Linked DNA regions of Ovis aries: region 1 is linked to region 2. Evidence: chromatin contacts called from public Hi-C data. All regions are on one chromosome and are shown on one strand. Each heading gives the region's core, a stretch centred on a gene start, on an enhancer-like site or on the middle of the called end of the contact. The rest is flanking DNA. Distances are from core to core; before and after follow the strand shown.

Region 1 (3,450 bases), core at 528-3,027, 67 kb after region 2:
CAACTGAAAATAAAATTGTCGAAGGAAACAGCACTGAAAAGATAGTTTATTCTCTGTCCAGCTGTATATAAGTCCAGTGTGTTAACTAATCTAGGTGATGCAAAGAAGAATCACCTGGTAAGAGAAGCAACATGTACAAAATCGGTGAAAAAGGTTTCAGTTTTTTCCAGTGGGGTGGGGGGAGGGCAAGCTGGATTTACAAGTCACAACTGGACTGAACTGGCCTTTTAATCTTTCACTCTATCATGTAAGTAGCTGCTTTCTTGTCCTGCCTATACTTCAGGCGTCCCTAAAGCTCACTCTGAAGATGGTAGAAACACACACATAATCTTCGAGTTTAGAAGTTGATCCCGACACTGACATGAAGGCGAACGTTGATCTCATGCGAACGAACAGTTACAGAGGTGGTGATTGGAGAAAACCGTTCCCCAGATTGTAAGAGTTAACTGAAGATATTGACACAATTAAAAAAATCAGTAAAGGAATGTATATAATATTGCTCTTGTGTTTTACAGTAAGATTTGTTGCTCTCAGACTGTGTAAAACAAGATTTATTCATGTTTTCTGCATATTAAAAAAATCTTATTGTACCAATTGGTAAACTATTAAATGCCTATAAAACTAGATGTGATTTTTATTTTTCCGGTGTTTTTGTGCACAGATTAAAAACCTTTTAAATTGAGTCCCAGTAGGAAGCAGGGTTGTGTTCAGCACCAGTCACAGGGAGAGTAAAAAGCAAGTTGCTGGCAGGGCAGCAGGGCCTTGCCTTAGGACGGAGCCAGCTCTGCCTTTGCTGTCTGCCTCCTTCACCCGCTTTGTGGGAGGGAGCTAGGAGTGCAGCTGCAGCGGCTCGCACAACCCATTGGGTTGAGCAGTTTCAGGCCGTTTTCTAAGGCTCTGCCCTTCCCTCCAGCAGCTGTTTCTGACAGTGGCTACAGCTGAGGCCAGGAAGGACATTTTAAAACCCCCTTGCAAGGATTTGGTCCTGGAGTGGCGGTCAGGGCCCCCTGGGAGAAGTGACTCGACTGCCTTTTGCTTGCTAATGAGTGGGCCTTTTTATTCTGTCCAGTGGTCTTGGATTCTTGGAGATAACTAGTTAAGTTGCTCAGTTGTGTCCACTCTTTGGGACCCCGTGGACTGAAGCACATCAGGCTTCCCTGTCCTTCACCATCTCTTGGAGTTTGTTCAAAGTCCTGGCCATTGAGTGGGTGATGTCATCCAACCATTTCATCCTCTGTAACCCCCCTCCTCCTGCCCTCAATCTTCCCAGCATGAGGGTCTATTCTAATGCTGTTTAAGTTTGGTCGAAATGTACCAAGAATCCCCACCCTTTCCCGCAGATGCCCCACGGCTTTCTATGCGCTGTCTTTTCATCCCTGTGCTACTGCCCAGCTAGCATCCATAGTGTCTAGGGCACCTGTGAGGTCTCAGCAAAGGACAAGTTGGTGATGTAGTGGCTTCTTACACCCCAGCTGTCATCCTGCCTTTTAGGAAAGTGGCCTCTCTACCCCCTGCTCCTCCAAATGAGAGGCTGGGCCAAGAGCACCAAGAACTTTGCTTGAAGATAAGAGTTTCCTGGGTTTTGCAGCTTTTCAATTTCCTCACAGGGTTCTTTTCCCCTAGTCAGATTCAGATGAGCCTGACCACATTCCCTCAAGGTGGAGTTCCAGCTTGAGTGTAACTATCCTGAAGTGCACTTAGCTGTTCAAAACCTACTGGTTTGTCACACACCAAGCTTAACAAGACTGACGGTTGTGTGTGTTCCTGACATAGGATGAGGTCAGGAAGATTTGGTGGAGAACTGGTGCTGTATCCTGGGTGTGGCAGCTCTGTCTATTAGTCTGGTGAACCTTGTCTTGCGAATAGATGGGCAATTCACTGCTGAGGAAAGTGACTCTGCGCTCCCTATTCCAGTGTCACCTGGGACCTCATCACAAATGGAGTTCTCAGGCTCCAGCTTAGACCTGCTATATCCGAGACGGTGCATGGGTACACTCTTTGTCGCTTCCGTTGTGTGACTCTGCGGCCCTCTAGACAGGTGTGGTGGTGGTGTGTGTATGTGTGCTCAGTTGTGCCCAACTCTGCAACCCCATGGACTATATAGCCCGCGAGGCTCCTCTGTCCGTGGGATTTTCCGAGCAAGAATAATGGAGTGGGCTGCCGTATCCTCCAGGGGATCTTCCCAATCCAGGGATTGAACTCGGGTCTCTTGCATCTCCTGCATTGGCAGGCAGATTCTTTACCACTGTGCCACCTGGGAAGCCAATGGACAGGTGAGATCCAGCAAATCTACTGTAACAAACCATCCAGATGATTCTGATTCTGCTAAGTTTGAGAACCACTGATCTAAATGGCTGAACGAAATTTTCATTGAAGAAAACATTAAGACAAGTCACTGGTGGTCCATGGGCCCTCCAGCTGGGGTTTGAACTCAGACCTCTTTTTCACTGACGGTTTGACACATGGGTTTGTTCCTTTGTATTTTTTTTCTTCCCATTCCCATCTCCAGTTTATTATTTCTTATGTAAACACAGGATAATTATATTCAAGGAAAAAGGGCAAGGATTTTCTCTTACACCAAAGTAAAGAACTGCTTTTCCAAGATCTTTTATACATAAATCCAGTAAATGAAGGGGCTGAATGGAAACACTTCATTTTTTCCTCACCATATCAGAAACATAACTAAAAGTGAATTTTTGAGTGAATAAGTTCAACACTTTGCCATACTCACAGTTAAAGACTGCATTTTCCTGAAACTGTTTAGACATACCATGCAGACACTCCTAGGAATGTTTTGAGATCACTCTTACTAAGAATAAAAAAACCATTACTTTCTCAAAACACTTTGTCATCATCCCCACCGGGTCACCAGTCCTCTGAAGTGACGATATCCAAAATTTGATTGCCTGTCAGGTGGCAACACTTCTCAACACACCCTCTTCCTCACATAGACCTCCCCCTGCTGGTGCATATTAGCACATTTTTACCTACAAGAAAAGAGGCTCACTTAGGGTGAGGCCTTACATGTGCGAAGGGTATGGAGCTGGAGCTATTTAAAGAGTGAACTAGGACTTGAACCCAAATGCACTAGCTCTTTCCCTTAACTGGTTATGCTTAGATTAAGCATAAGCATCTAATTAACTAAGTGTAGGGAGGGCCTTCTGACATCTTTCAAACAAACATTCTTTAACCTACTTTTAGTAACACAGGAAAGACCCTCATCCCACCCACCCCTGAGGCCCTCTCTGTCACCATACAGCCAACTCCACTGTGGGGTGACCATTAGGAATGGGGTAGGTAGAGGCTGGGAATCGATAACAACTTGCCCACACTGGCAACACAGAAAGGCTCCTCATTCATTCTATCCGAAATGACTATTCTTAGGGTAACTGTGCCCTGAATGGCCTGCATCTCAGTGAGTTCTTTAATCAATGGGTTTGCCTGTTTAAT
Region 2 (3,601 bases), core at 703-3,202:
CCAGAACACATCTCTCCATATTAAGCTAAGCACACACACAGTTTTCAGAAAAATTATAATCCAGGGACAGTTTTTACGCATTCCTCCCAAGTGAGTCTATTGTGTTTTGAAGGATTGCTATAAAACTAAAACCTGATCTCAATTTAATTCATAATTACATAATGTACATTTTAAATTATTCTGATTACCTGAGTCTATGAGCTCAAAGTATTGGGGTTAGTGCTACCTATTTGTATTAAATCAGTGTTTATAAATGTGATTCTGATTTCTGGGCAATTTTGTTGGCTTTTAGTTTATTCATTTAAGAAATAAAGAACTGATATACTCAGGTGATTAAATTTTAATACTGTGATGTCAGGCAATAACATGCACTTTAAAAGGTAAAAGTGAACTTAAGATGGATTCTTAGAACAAGGGATGTTAATTTATTTCAGCTTTATTGACAGTTACTGGATGCGGCACAGACCAGACTTTTGTGCCTCATTTTGTTGTCCTTGCCCAACCAGAGAATCCCAGAACTGTAAACCGGGAAAAGACATACCAGAGACCATTTGATTTCCTTCCCTGCCTTCAGGAAGGGTAGAACCCAAAACTTCCAGGCAATTCATTCATATTTTTCTTGAACATCTGCAGAGTTAGAGACTTAAAACCTTCTTAAAAGGAAACTTATTTTGCTATCAAGTAAAAGTAATTGTTACATGAGTTGCCTGTGACTCCCTACTAAAGCCATATACTATACACATGCAGCATTTCCTAATTCTCACAAAAGCTTTATAATTTATACGTCTATTTTACAGAGAAACGGGGCTAGACACAGTAATTTAACCAAGGCCACACTTCCTTTATGTTGCTGGTCCAGGATACACATTCAGGTTCTGCCATTAACCCAGTAGTTTCTCAAAGGTAATGTATTTACCTACAAAAGGAAAACAATAAAATCAATAAACACAAGCCTAAACCTATGTTTCAGGCAAAGAGTTTCCTTGGACAATATAAATTAGTGATGAGATGATCACACTAGGTAACTCTTAATAAAAGAATATTCCACGTAGGATAATCTAGAACCTCAAATCTGGCATCTTTTAAATCAAATGTTTGTGTGGAACACATTTGCCTATAAATCTCCAAGATTTCATCTGCCATCTATTTCATTCCCCCAAACAGTAAACACACACACACACACACACACACACACACACACACACACACGACACACGTGAGCGCGCGCGCTCAAGCCTTGTAGGGATAAAGTTCCAGGTGTTTCTTTGGGCATCAGTTTCGAGACTTCCAGAGTCGCAGATGTGTGTATGCCTGCGTGTGACTAAGGAAAAGAATAGCTGAATCACATCTGAAAGCAAATTTTCTCAAATTAAAAAATCTCTAACAACCAGGCATCCCAGCAGGCTTTTAACCTCAACAGCTCTTCTCCCCAGACTAACCCAATCTACTCCCCGTCCCTCTCCCCGGTCCGTGAGAAATAAACCCGAAGGCCGAAGGTAGAAGGGGCGATATCCTGGCCCGGGCTCCGCTTTCTGAAGCCCACTGGGGCCCGGAATCCACGGTGCCAGATGGTCCCTGCTGTTGGCCGGGGAAAACGGAGAGCTCTCCGTTCGCGAGCAAGAGCAGGGCGTGGAGGTGAAGACGGCCGGAGTTCACCAGGGGCCGCAGCAGTCAGACGAGGGTCTAGGAAAAGGTTACTGAGAGCCTTTGCACAGGTTGGAGATGCGTGCTGAGCGAAAGTACCTCTTGCGCACACTTGTCCCCCACCCCAGCTCTCTACATCGCCAAGCAGCATCAGCCCGCCAGCCTGCTAAGCGGAAGGCAGCCCGGCTCAGGGCCCGGCCCTGGCCGGCGCATGCGCCGCAGCCCCTCCTCCGCTCCCGGCCCCCCTCCCCTCCCTCTTCCCCGCGGGTCTGGGGCGGCGGCGGCGGCGGCGGCGGCGCGGTGACGTCAGGGCGTTGGGGCAGCTCCTGTGACAGACGGAGCTGGAGCGGCGGGGCGGCGGCGGAGTCCAGCGGCCGAGATAGCGAGTGAGCGAGCGGACGAGCAGCGACCCCGGGGTCCAGGGAGCGAGAAGAAGAAGGAGGGGAGCGCTCGGGCGCGAGCTCAGAGCCATCGCGAGCGGCGGGCTTAGGCTCGAGCCCCGGAACGGCTGAGGAGCCCGCCCGCTCCCCTCCCCTCCCCCTCCCCGGGACCGGGCCCAGCGCGCCATCCTCCCCCTCCCTCCTTCCCTCCCTCCCTCCTTCCTCCCTTCCCTCTCCCTCTCCCCCTCCCCCGCCGGTGGATGGGAGTGAAGGACGGAAGAGGCCCTGCGGAGGCGGCGGTGCAGCGCTCCGGTAAGGCGGGCGAGGGTCTGCGCCCTCCCTTATGTCTTCTCCACCGCGCTCGGGCGGCTGCGGGCCGGGCCCGGCGGCCTGACGATGTGGCTGCGCCGGTCCCCTCCCTCCCATTCTCCCCTCCCCCTGCCGCCGCCTCCTCCTCCTTCTTCTTCTCTCCTCGCTCTCAAAATGGCGGCCGCGACGGCCGTTGAGTGAGAGACACGGGAGGAGGGGGGGACAGGCCGGGTAGGGCGCTGCCCTCGCTCCCCTCCTCCCTGGCCCGGGTTCTGGGGGTGCCAGGGCCGCCGCGGCTCCACCCGCGGCCTTCCCCGGGAAGGGATCGCCTTCCTCCCTTGGTGACTTAGCAAGAAAAGTATTCTTGGGTAGGAAGGGCGTGGAGAGCAGGTCGCTCTCAGATCTTGGGGAGAGGGTTCGGCTCTCCTCTCCCTGTCCGCGGAAGAGAAGCCCCGCAGTCCCCACCCCACCCCGCGGCTGGCGCTCAGGGAGCGGGCTCAAGCCGCCTCGGCACTGTCCACCGGCCTGCAGGCGTTCCGTCCCCCACCTGTCCTTAGGATGGAGTTGACCTGAGAAGGATGGTCCAGCCTTTCCCTGGCTCCCCTGTGCGGTGGTTCAGCCCCTGCACCCACTGAGGAGGAGCGGCCTGACCCCACCGAACCATCCGCAGCATCCACCCACCAAATCCGGCAGGATTTTCTTTTCTGCCGTCGGCTCCTTCAACGGGAGCTGCCTTTTGACGTTGTAACACTGAGCTTCGAGGCCCTCAGCCATTCTCCTTCGAATCTCCCCACTCGTATAGGAAACGCAGTGCCTGCCTTAACCTCCCAGGTGAGAAAATGCCTTTGAGGTGGTGGGCAAATTTTAACAGCACGTCTCTAAACAGAAGAGTGGAGAGGAGGAGGAGGTTTTTCAGCATCTGAGACAAGGGAGGAAGGTGGCTTGGCTTTATTTGTTGTTCTGCCTTTCTTCCGTGACTTAGCAAGAAACTCCTTGGGAGGAAGACGGGAAATTTTCTTTTGGGGTTGCCGTTTGGGTCCAATCTATATCAGTCTTTTGGTTAAGAAATTGTGCTTTGGAAGCGAAGAACCAGATTTGTGGTCTCCGTTCTCAATGGGCGATGTCATGCCAAGGTCCCCCCCTCCCCCTTTCCTTAAGAGGCAATCGGGAGAGAAGAAAGATGTTACTGTTCTTCCGACCTCTACTTTAACACACAATCCTTGAGATTTATAAGGTTTTAAAGGCTAAACAAAACAATTGTGCCGTTT

Evidence for each region. Hi-C and Micro-C count contacts between places; a contact is called where the count stands out from the background.
Region 1: a Hi-C map of hypothalamus shows a contact between it and region 2, with 1.8 times the contacts expected there. The contact joins the enhancer-like site here to the promoter of PAFAH1B1 in region 2. A contact is called at or near these places in 5 of 16 Hi-C or Micro-C datasets (blood, hypothalamus, muscle and 1 more).

What each region holds. Positions count from the first base shown.
Region 1 is chr11:23,461,859-23,465,308 of ARS-UI_Ramb_v3.0, forward strand. It overlaps PAFAH1B1 (platelet activating factor acetylhydrolase 1b regulatory subunit 1), which reads left to right. Exons shown (of 12, transcript XM_060395321.1): 12 at 1-624. Among named protein-coding and RNA genes, the nearest start is that of CLUH, 26 kb to the right of the region's middle. Within about 2 kb of position 1,778, at least 6 of the 54 cell types and tissues checked have an H3K27ac peak or open chromatin away from gene starts, as enhancers often do. A contact at or near this core is called in hypothalamus, where this site is marked.
Region 2 is chr11:23,394,960-23,398,560 of ARS-UI_Ramb_v3.0, forward strand. PAFAH1B1 (platelet activating factor acetylhydrolase 1b regulatory subunit 1) reads left to right here and starts at 1,953. Exons shown (of 12, transcript XM_060395321.1): 1 at 1,953-2,336.